2 separate regions of the Mus musculus genome follow, and region 2 is linked to region 1. The links are chromatin contacts, called in public Hi-C maps. All regions are on one chromosome and are shown on one strand. The core of a region is the stretch at or near the end of the contact, and the rest is flanking DNA. Distances in the headings are between cores, read along the strand shown. Region 1 has its middle 76 kb from the start of Slc10a2. Region 2 holds the start of Slc10a2 (solute carrier family 10, member 2).

The links. A called contact is a pair of places that touch in the nucleus more often than the background predicts.
Region 2: a contact with region 1 is called in a Hi-C map of liver, with 9 times the contacts expected there. The contact joins the promoter of Slc10a2 here to the enhancer-like site in region 1. A contact is called at or near these places in 11 of 39 promoter capture datasets (the HPC-7 cell line, cranial neural crest, embryonic stem cells and 6 more), 7 of 484 Hi-C or Micro-C datasets (all in liver), 4 of 115 datasets of contacts at active chromatin or transcription factors (epiblast stem cells, kidney and liver) and 1 of 9 other capture datasets (liver).

Annotation. Positions count from the first base shown.
Region 1 is chr8:5,027,042-5,032,468 of GRCm38.p6, reverse strand. No RefSeq gene overlaps it. Among named protein-coding and RNA genes, the nearest start is that of Slc10a2, 76 kb to the left of the region's middle. Within about 2 kb of position 1,613, at least 16 of the 459 cell types and tissues checked have an H3K27ac peak or open chromatin away from gene starts, as enhancers often do. A contact at or near this core is called in kidney, liver and second pharyngeal arch cranial neural crest, where this site is marked.
Region 2 is chr8:5,102,656-5,108,168 of GRCm38.p6, reverse strand. Slc10a2 (solute carrier family 10, member 2) reads left to right here and starts at 2,882. Exons shown (of 6, transcript NM_011388.3): 1 at 2,882-3,362. The coding sequence starts at 2,986.

The DNA of each region.
Region 1 (5,427 bases), core at 364-2,863:
AAAATTAAAACAACAATAAAAACTATGAAATGGATCAATAAGTAAAGCATTTGACACACAAGTCTGATGGCATGTGTTCCATTTGTGGATCCTACAGTGAAAAGAGAAAACCAATTTCAAATGTTGTCCTCTAACCAAAACCCCCCAACACACATGCAAAGGCATGTTCACTCTCTTTTTCACACACACATTAACCATAAATATTTTAAAGATGATTTAACTTACAATTTATTTTTTATTGACTAATGTATGTTTAATGATAACCAAAGGACTATTCTTATATGACCTTTAGGTTAATGGATTAACTTTGGTTTTCTGTTCATTACTTTAGTTGTTTTATTTGGTTTTGTTTTAGTGTATTTGAGTTTTGTACTTTACCACTGATATATCCTCAAACACTGAATCTTTGTTGTTGTTGTTGCTGCTACTGCTGCTGCTGTTAAGAGAATATCTTTTATTGGGAATAGATATTTTATTTAATTTTAGTTTTTACTTATTCACTTTATATCCTGCTTACTGCCCTCCTCCAAGTATTCTCTTCCCACAATCCTTCCCTCATCCCCTACTCCCCTTCTCCTCTGAGCAGGTAAGTGTCCTCCTGGGTATCCTGGCACTTCAAGTATCTCTAAGACTAGATAGACACTTGCTCTCCTGCTGAAGTAGGACAAGTCAGCCCAGCTAGAAGAACATATCCCACAGACAGGCAGCAGCTTTTGGGATAGCTCACTCTCCAGTTGTTCAGGATCCACATGAAGACCAAGCTGAATATCTGCTATATATTACATGTGCAGGGAGGCCTAGTGTATGTTCTTTGGTTAGTGGTTCAGACTGTGAGAACCTCAAGATTCCAGGTTAATAGGTACTGTTGGTCTTCCTGAGAAGTTTCGATCCTGTTCAGGGAACAATCCTTCCTCCTATTCTTCCATGAGTCTCTCCAAGCTCCATCCACTGTTTGGTTATCGGTTTCTGTATCTGTCTGAGTCAGCTGCTGGGTGGAGCCTCTCAGAGGACAACATGCTCCTGTCTGCAAGCATAACAGAGTATCGTTAATAGCAAACACTGAATCTTAAAAGTAAGAGTGCACGACAGCCCTTCTACCCCACAAAACAAAAAAGGAAATCCATTTGCATAAATTGAGAATTATGGTTGTGGATGAGAATAGGTTATAGTCTGGAAAATGTCTCTTCTCCAAAGTAATCAAGATATAATTTTCTTAATGTTAAGCATTAGATAGCATGCAAGGGACATTAAGCAAGTTCTTATATTAAACAAGATACTACGCCCATCCTTACAGTATACACAGTTGTAAGTTCTTAGTGTCTTTTTCTTTCTGGCTAAATCATCTTGTAAGACCTCCATAAGGCAATTTGCAGAGCCATAGTAGCAGGCAGACAAGACCTACGTGGCTTAGGCTTGTAAATTTGAGAATGTCAGCAGGAATAGAAGAATAACATAGTCTTCGAATGTCTTGCCAAATAAGTTTCTAAAATGGAAACTCTGTCCAGATAGGCTGTCTTGGTCACCAGCACAAAGATCATTATCCTGAACAGTAATGCAGAGGGCAAAGTTTGTGACTCTTCTGGAAATAGTGGAGTGTAATGGGCACTTACACTAGACAAACAAACCTTTGTCCCTTCAATACGTGAGCCGCAGTTGAGCTGCAGGCTAACTAATAGTTCCTGTGCAGGATAGTTGGCAATTAAAAGCAGATGAGTTTCCCAGAGCAAAGAGTTCTTTCTTCACATAAGTTCAAACCATTACAGCCCAGTGGACTTTGGAAGTGAGTACAAATTGTAAGTATAACTGAAATTCCTCAAAAGAAAAAAATGCCAACAATGCAATTTCTTAGAAGCAATACAAAGCACCCTCCAAATTTGTTATTTAATGAACATTTTAGTGGAATACTGCAAAATATTAACTCAAAAGAAAATCGAATTTTGAATACTACTCCATGGTCCTTCTGACAATAACTAAGGTTGTTACCTTTGCCATGCATTGTCAGTTAAAGTTAATAAATGTTCAGGTCCAAGGAAATATTCCTGTTTTCCAAAGATGGAAAGTTCCCATCCTAGTCAAGAGTACTATGTACTTTTAAAAGAATTCTGCACGATATTTAAAAGACACTAGAAATCACTGCTTTTAACATCATGGAATAGTTTTACATCTCCATGAAGCAGGATTTCTTTGCATCATTTAATATAACGAGGAGTTTATACATTGGTGTAGTTCATATATTTACATTCCAACCCAAGACTTAAAAACTCAAAGCTTAAAGAAAGGTTTATGTAAGTGAATCAATAAACAGTGAACCAGGTATTGAGAAAATAAAGTGATACTAACTTGTGAACTATACTTGGAACATATCCAAGACAAACCATTTGAAGATAGAATCCTGTAGTTCTGTAGTTGAGAAATTGGCACAAAAGGAATCATAGACCTACATAAAACAGATAAAATATCAAATTGTTAAGAAGAAAGTATTCACAATATTGAATTAAGCAATGAATCTTCATTTTCTACAAAATGCTAAAGTGAACACCAAAGGGTAAAAAGTATTTGCAGTTTTATAAGTATCATTAAGAAAATGAGTTCCTGGTAAACTCAGGCTACAGAATAAGACATAGTTAAAAGAAAGAAAGAAAGAAAGAAAGAAAGAAAGAAAGAAAGAAAGAAAGAAAGAAAGAAAGAAAGAAAGGAAGGAAGGAAGGAAGGAAGGAAGGAAGGAAGGAAGAAAGAAAGAAAGAAAGAAAGAAGGAAAGAAAGAAAGAAAGGAAACAAACAAATTAGGAAAAGAGGAGAACAGATGTAAGAAAGGAGAAAAAGAAAGACAAAGAAAGTGTGTGTGTGTGTGTGTGTGTGTGTGTGTGTGTGTGTGTGTGAGAGAGAGAGAGAGATGTTGCCAAGAGTTTATTAAGGTGAAAAACTGGGAATATCCACAAGGACAAGACATTTCAGGAAACCAAGCACAACTTGCACTTCCTTGAAAAGTGATATACATATATGGCCAGTTTTCAAAAAAAAAAAAGAAAGAAAGGAGAACAGATGTAAGAAAGGAGAAAAAGAAAGACAAAGAAAGAGGGTGTGTGTGTGTGTGTATGTGTGTGTGTGTGTGTGTGTGTGTGTGTGTGTGTGTGTGTGTGTGTGTGATGTTGCCATGAGTTTATAAAGGTGAAAAACTCGGAATATCCACAAGGACAAGACGTTTCAGGAAACCAAGCACAACTTGTACTTCCTTGAAAAGTAATATGCATATATGGCCAGTTTTCAAAAAAGAAAAAACAACTCTCTCATCTCCTCACTAAAACATATGCACAGAGAAAGAGAGAGACAGAGAGACAGACAGAGACAAAGAGAGACAGAGAGAGAGCAATGAGGATGTGCCAGCTGATCCAGAATCTCACTAAATTTCAAAGCATGCTTCCATTTTTTACATGAGACTTTCCATGCCAAAATGATATTTACATATAGAATAGACTTCTATATGAAATTATTTCCTGTTGTACACGTTTCCCCAATGCTATCTGTATTCTTTTTTTTTTCTAATGGCAATTTGATATATTTCAAAGGAAGTTTGTTTCTCTTAGCTGAATGGTAGAACAGGGGTTTTGTTTTGTTTTGTTTTAGTTTTTATTAGATATTTTCTTCATTTACATTTCAAATGCTATCCCAAAAGTCCCCTATACCCTCCCCCCACCCCATCTATATTCTTAAAATCTTTAGAGGTTGATTCCATTATAACTCAGAAATTCTTGACTCCAAAATATAAACCTAGCTGTTATTAGGGTTTGATAATATTGTGGTTTCCTCAAAGTACTTCTGTGTGTTGTGACTTTCAATACCAGAAATCTAGTTCATGGTTTCTGTGAGCAAAGAATGTCCTTCAGAACCAGCTCCGGATATTCAATCTCTGATTAGCCTAGTTAGGCTGGAAGGGCTGAACTGCCTGAAATAACTTTTATACTCCTATGAAATGTGAATTTTTACTTTGGAAGTTCAAAGGCTATTATTTTTCAGAGTGGGTAAGTCAGAGTTCTCATATAAGGTATCAACTCTGATTGTCTGACAGGACTTAAGGAATAAAACCAACAAAGATTCCACTAAGATCTTCACCAGACAGCTAGCTATTTGCTGGAGAATACAGAGTCAAAATAACCTAAGTCCAAGCTTGTCTCTTTTTTTTTCTTTTTTTTTTTCCCCATTTTTATTAGGTATTTAGCTCATTTACATTTCCAATGCTATACCAAAAGTCCCCCATACCCACCCACCCCCACTCCCCTACCCACCCACACCCCCTTTTTGGCCCTGGCGTTCCCCTGTACTGGGGCATATAAAGTTTGCATGTCCAATGGGCCTCTCTTTGCAGTGATGGCCGACTAGGCCATCTTTTGATACATATGCAGCTAGAGACAAGAGCTCCGGGGTACTGCTTAGTTCATATTGTTGTTCCACATATAGTGTTGCAGTTCCCTTTAGTTCCTTGGTTACTTTCTCTAGTTCCTCCATTGGGGGCCCTGTGGTCCATTCAATAGCTGACTGTGAGCATCCACTTCTGTGTTTGCTAGGCCCTGGCATAGTCTCACAAGAGACAGCTATATCTGGGTCCTTTCAGCAAAATCTTGCTAGTGTATGCAATGGTGTCAGCGTTTGGAAGCTGATCATGGGATGGATCTCTGGATATGGCAATCACTAGATGGTCCATCCTTTCGTCACACTTCCAAATTTTGTCTCTGTAACTCAATATAGGAGGCTCTGCCAACTTTATCATGATTTATGTATAGTAATGGCAAAAGGTGCCAAATATCATGATTCTCAGCATGTATCAGGTATATTTCATGCCTCACTTACAAATAGAAATTGGCCAATGGTCCCAAATTCTCTGTCAGTATAATTTGAAGTGCACAGACACTCATGGTAGAGGCCTCACCATCCTCATAACAGTCATTCCATCAGCACTCACTGGAACACATTTATTATAAAAACATTCCATAGAGGTGGGCAATAGTACCTGTATGGCAGACTTATCCCAAGATTTCTGAGAAAGACATACTATTATGGCTGAATGGAAGCCCTCTTTCTTCATGTAGCTAAGCCACATGTTAACAATCAATGCAGACAATATTATAGATTTACCACAGGGAAGCTAGCATAGCTCTTGGCCAAATTACCTTGAGTGAAAATATAAGTTCATGGGGGCTGGAGAGATGTCTCAGGGCTTAAGAGCACTGGCTGCTCTTCCAAAAGATGTAAGTTTAATTCCCAACACCCACATGGCAGCTTACAACTGTCTGTAATCCAACTTAAAGTGATTTGATACTTTCACACAGAAAGGCATGCAGGCAAACTACCAAAATAAAAATTAAACAAAATTGTTTAAATAGATATTATTTGTGTATGTGTGTGTACATATATGTGTATGTATGTATGTAT
Region 2 (5,513 bases), core at 1,633-4,132, 74 kb before region 1:
GCCAACATTCTTTTTTTTTAATTTTTTATTGGATATTTTATTTATTTACATTTCAACTGTTATCCCCTTTCCCAGTTTCTCCTCTGCAAACCTCCTATCCCATCCCCTCCTCCCCTGCTTCTATAAGGGTGCTCCCACACACACACACACACACACACACACATTCCCACCTCCCTGCCCTAGCATTCCCTGACAAAGGGGCATTCACAGGATCAAGGGCCTCCCCTCCCATTGATGACAGATAAGGCCATCCTGTACTACATATACAGCTGGAGCCATGGGTCCTGTTTGGTTGATGATTTAGTCCCTGGGAGCTTTGGGGGTTCTGGTTGGTTGATATTGTTGTGAGCCAGCATTCTTAATCTACTTAAAAGAGAATGTCCTTATGAATCCTGTCACCATGGACAACAAGTATATACCAATTAAAAATATTTTGACAAATGTGTAGCCATAAAAAAAATCACAATTAGAAAGCTTCTTTATTAGAAATAGTCTGGCCATTTAACATGGTTAGTAAGCCAAATAAACCCATTTATATGAAAAAAGGAGAAGATGCGGATAGGATTGATTGCAGATGACCAGCCTAGCTACAAACTCAGTCCTCATCACAAAGTTTACTGCCCTGTAATTCAACGGAGGAAGTCTGAAAGTGAGGTGCTTTGACCTAATAGTGAAATCTTTCAACTTAGAAGAAATGTACAAATCTAAATCCTTCCAAGCTAGGGCTCAAATATCCTTTGGCAGAAGAGACATGATAAAATGAGTAGGCTATATAGAGTCAGATCCTAGGTTACCTTTCTGATATTTTTTCTTTTATTTTTTAATTTTTATTTATTTTATTTTATTGGACATTTTATTTATTTACATTTCAAATGTTATCACCTTACCTGATTTCACATCCCCCAAAACCTCCTATCGCATCCCCGCTCCTCCTGATTCTATGAGGGAATGCCCCCACCCAACCACCTATTCCTGCCTCCCTGCCTTCACATTCCCCAACACTGGGGCAGCCAGGCAAAAAGGAACTAGCTCTGGCAGGTACACAAAGGCAGCAGCAGGAGGCGCACCTTCCTCACATGCCTTGGGACTGACTGCCACCAGGTGAGGTAATGAACCAGAGATCAATCAGACCGATGGAGAGGCACAGCCAGGAGTGGGAGGAGAGGCCTTGCTGGGAAACCTAGCTAATCATTTAGCCACAAGGCAGGGCAGGTAGTGGGAGAGAAGAAAGAATCTTCCAGAACCTAGCCTCTTGCCAACTAACTCCAATCTAGGCAATCTGAGGCTGGATTTGGCAGCGCCAATTATAACCAACTAACAGAAGAAAGCACAAACAAAGCAACCTAACAGCTTAAAAGGACATTACTGGAACAGAAGTTATATTAGCAAGGAGAATTAATCAGTTATCAGTCAAGAAAATGGCCCTGATCCTGACATTAACTCAATCATAGGTTAAAGGGGAAGGGTCCCCAGTTCTCCAGCTGCTAGGACCTAGGACTGTTTTTCTTCTGCCCGGTGGTCAAGTCGTGATAAGAAGGCCATTATTTCTGTGAGGAGTTTTTCTTCACAGGTAGCTTCTGAGTGTGAGCAGTCAGACTTCACTATTATGATATAACTAGAGACACAATCAAAGCCCTGCCCAATCTCAAAGGGGTGCCCTATTCAGCATCATTACGTTCAACTGGGAGCTCTATAGAAAACAAAGTCAAGAGTCAGAACCTACATTTAAAAAATGCCTCCTGAAATCTTAAGCATACTGAGTTCTAAGAAACTGTTCTAAATGGTTTGTGTTAGTGTGTTTGTCTTCCTGGGAGAGAGAGATAGAAACAGGACCTCATTCTCTAGTCCATGATGGTCTTGAACTTCATATCCTCATGCTTCATGCTCTTCAGACTCCTGAGTCTGTAGATATAAGCTAGAACCCAGCCTACTCTAGTGTTGGGTTTAAATACCTGAGAACTGGACATTTGTCTTCTGCCTATTTTTGTGCCTTCCTTACATACCTTACCACAGCGCTCTGTTCATCCATCATAAAAATAACTACTTGATATTTCCAAAAACCTCTTATAATACTTTCTATTTCACACACACACACACACACACACACACACACACACACACACACACACACACAACTTTAATTCCTGGCTCTAAGCACAAAGAGTTATACTGTCACTTTGACCTAATCTAGAGTTTATGCCTCTAACTAATTGTATTGTCTCTATCTATAAAACACTTTGTTGCCATGTCAATATATGTATAATTCATGTGTAAGTAACGAAGGTGGCTCCATATGATGGACTTCAGCAGAAAACATTCAGTGCTCACAAGGACTAACCACCCTTCCCTAAGTTTTTTTTCAAGCCCTAGAAGTCTGTGAAACATGCATATGTTTTGTGGACATCATAGTTCATATAAGGAAGAATGACCACTTGACAGCTATTGTAAGAAAGCTGAAAATCTTCTTCAGTCAACTTATAATGTAGTTTGGCATGGGGTTATTGTTTTTTTTTTTGTTTTAATATAATTTTCAAAGCTTTAGTACCCCCTACTTAAAGTTGGAGGAGAGAATAATACACTTTACTCCACTCCAACTCTTGGAACATTCTATACAATTCAGAGTTTAACTAAAATTATTCCCAGCAAACTTTCCTGGCATTAATTATTAACGTGGCTATTTCTGTGTGGCTTAGTTCATTATCATGTCAATAAATGATTAATTATAACTTTCTGTCTTGGCCAGTAGTTTCTCTGGACGTTTTATGATTCATTATTTGTGCTATGTTGTAATGCAGCCTCTCGAAACTGACATACTAGCATTTATTGTTTTTTATTGCTTCTCTAACGTGGCTTTTCAAAGAGACACCAAGTACCACATGTTGAGAAAGGGTTTAAAAGTTTGGCGTGTTGAAAGCATACTCAGCTGGCAGTAGAGACAGAACTGGTGCTTCTGTGGACTTGGCCATTTGCACAGCACAAGCAGTGATGGATAACTCCTCTGTCTGTCCCCCAAATGCAACTGTCTGCGAAGGCGATTCCTGCGTAGTACCTGAGAGCAACTTCAATGCAATTCTCAATACAGTGATGAGCACTGTGCTCACCATCCTCTTAGCCATGGTGATGTTTTCTATGGGGTGCAATGTGGAAGTCCACAAGTTCCTAGGACATATAAAGAGACCATGGGGTATCTTCGTGGGCTTCCTCTGTCAGTTTGGAATCATGCCTCTCACAGGCTTTATCCTGTCTGTGGCCTCTGGCATCCTTCCTGTACAGGCTGTAGTGGTGCTAATTATGGGTTGCTGCCCTGGAGGAACTGGCTCCAATATCCTGGCCTATTGGATAGATGGCGACATGGACCTCAGGTAAGATATAAAAATCTGTAACTGTTACAGCCAACTGGAGTTAAGTTTAGAAAAATCTGTATCTTTTTCAACATCCATTTGATCTGCTGCACTGACTAAATGTCTAAGGAGTTAAATGGGAAGAGTAAGTGCATCCATGTGCCTTTTGAAACAGCTGCTTTGCTATTCGAAATGGGGACTCTTATTTGTGTCTTTGTATTTTTTGTAGTTTTCATCCTAAACCAAACAGTAGTTTACATTTTAATTTTTAATATTTTCAGTTAGCACACAAAGAAGCAACCTTCTAAGTGACTTTTGTATGCATGTTTATCATTGCGTTTTGTTCCTAATTATATGTCATTACCACTAGTTCCCCACTCTCCCTCCTGCTGTTCCACTCCCTGTCCTGCTTCCATGCCGCATACATTCCATTATCTTCCCTATTTCCGCCCTGATCTGCCCTGAAAGTTCCCTCTCTATCAAGTCCTGTGAGTATGTATGGCTATGTGTGTATGTATAAATTTAAATCAAGATCAGCCTCTGAGAGGAAGACTTGGTATTTGTCTTCTTAGTCTGTATTAATATGCTTGCACTTTGAACTCTAACTCAGTTAACAAGAAGTTGTATTACCTGTGGAAAACATTCAAACTTTTTCATTAAATAATTCTTCCACAAACTGCAACTGAGAAAGTCTTGTTGCAATGGAATTAAGGATGAACTTTCTGTGTGATGACAAGTTGGTCTTAGTGCAAATACAAACTCAAACTTCTCATCAAATATTAAACTCTGGTCAACATCAGCTCCACCAAAAAGCCTGTTCTTTGGACAAATACTTCTTGGTTAGAAAGCTAATGAAGAATTCATAAATTCATTTTAAATCTGGTGACATTAAGAGGAAACATTCTTCAGCAGTCATTTTAATTATGCTTATTTTTTTATAAAATAAGGAGAAAATAATGTCTCTCTTTTTCAAGAGAGTAATCTAACTTTAACATTTGTCCAATACAACTTGTGCCAGTTTTAACTAACACTGGGTGGGAGGGAGGACTGGTAACTAATAGAAATAAGAAACATTACTGGGACTAGAGCAGGAGTTTGAGGGTTGTTGTTCTGTTTTGTTTTGTTTTTACTTAATCACTTTACGTCCCTATCACTGCCCTGCTCCCAGTCACTCGTTCCACAATTTTCCCCCATGCCTCCGCCTCTTCTCATCTAAGCAAGTGGGTCCCCACTAGGTATCTCCCACGCTGGTTCACAGCAAGTCTCTGTAAGGATAGGTTCATCCTCTCCCACTGAGGCCAGACAAGGCAGTCAGGAAGAACAACTTATCCCATATACAGGCAACAGATTTTGGGACAGACCCTATTCCCACATTATGTTTGGGACCCACATTAAGACCAAACTGCACATTTGCTACATATGTTCATGGAGGCCTAGATCCAGCCATGTATGTTCTTTGATTGGCAGTTTAGTCAATATGAGCCCCATTGGCCCCAGTTAGTTTACTCTGTAGGTATTCTTATGGTGTCCTCCCCCTCCAACCCCCACAATTCTATCCCTCACTCTTCCACTCTTCCATGAGACTCTCTGGTCTCTGCCTGACATTTGGCTATTGGACTCTGAATGTTTCCAGCTAGTGTTCATTAAATGCTGGACAACCTGCCATCAGCTCTGTTGGTCCCTGGGAGCCTGGTGAGCAGCTGAGAACGAGCCACCAACACCAAACTGGTGCTATTTTTCTGATGCCTTAGAAAACAAAGAACATGCATTATTCATTTTTGCATAAGGACATAGAATTACTGCCTAGCAACATATACTACTAGTCTTAAAGAAAAGCCCTGTGAAAAAACACAGAATAGTAAATGCTACTGACATTTAGTTAATCTGTGAACCACAATATAGTAATCAGGATTTTTTTAGGCTTCTACACCATTGATCTGAACATACACAGAGAATGAGAGTTCCAGGAACTACCAGACTTCAGGAAATGACCCTGAGGCTTTGACCTACACTAAACAGTTTCTTAATATTTGTAAGTTTTAAATAATATAGCCTTGTAACAGTACAACCAGTACCTGAACATACATTATTGCTGAACATAAAATCAGTTGAATATGGAACCATATTAATTCCCCTACATCACTTATCCTGAGGTAAAAAATCACTCTGTAG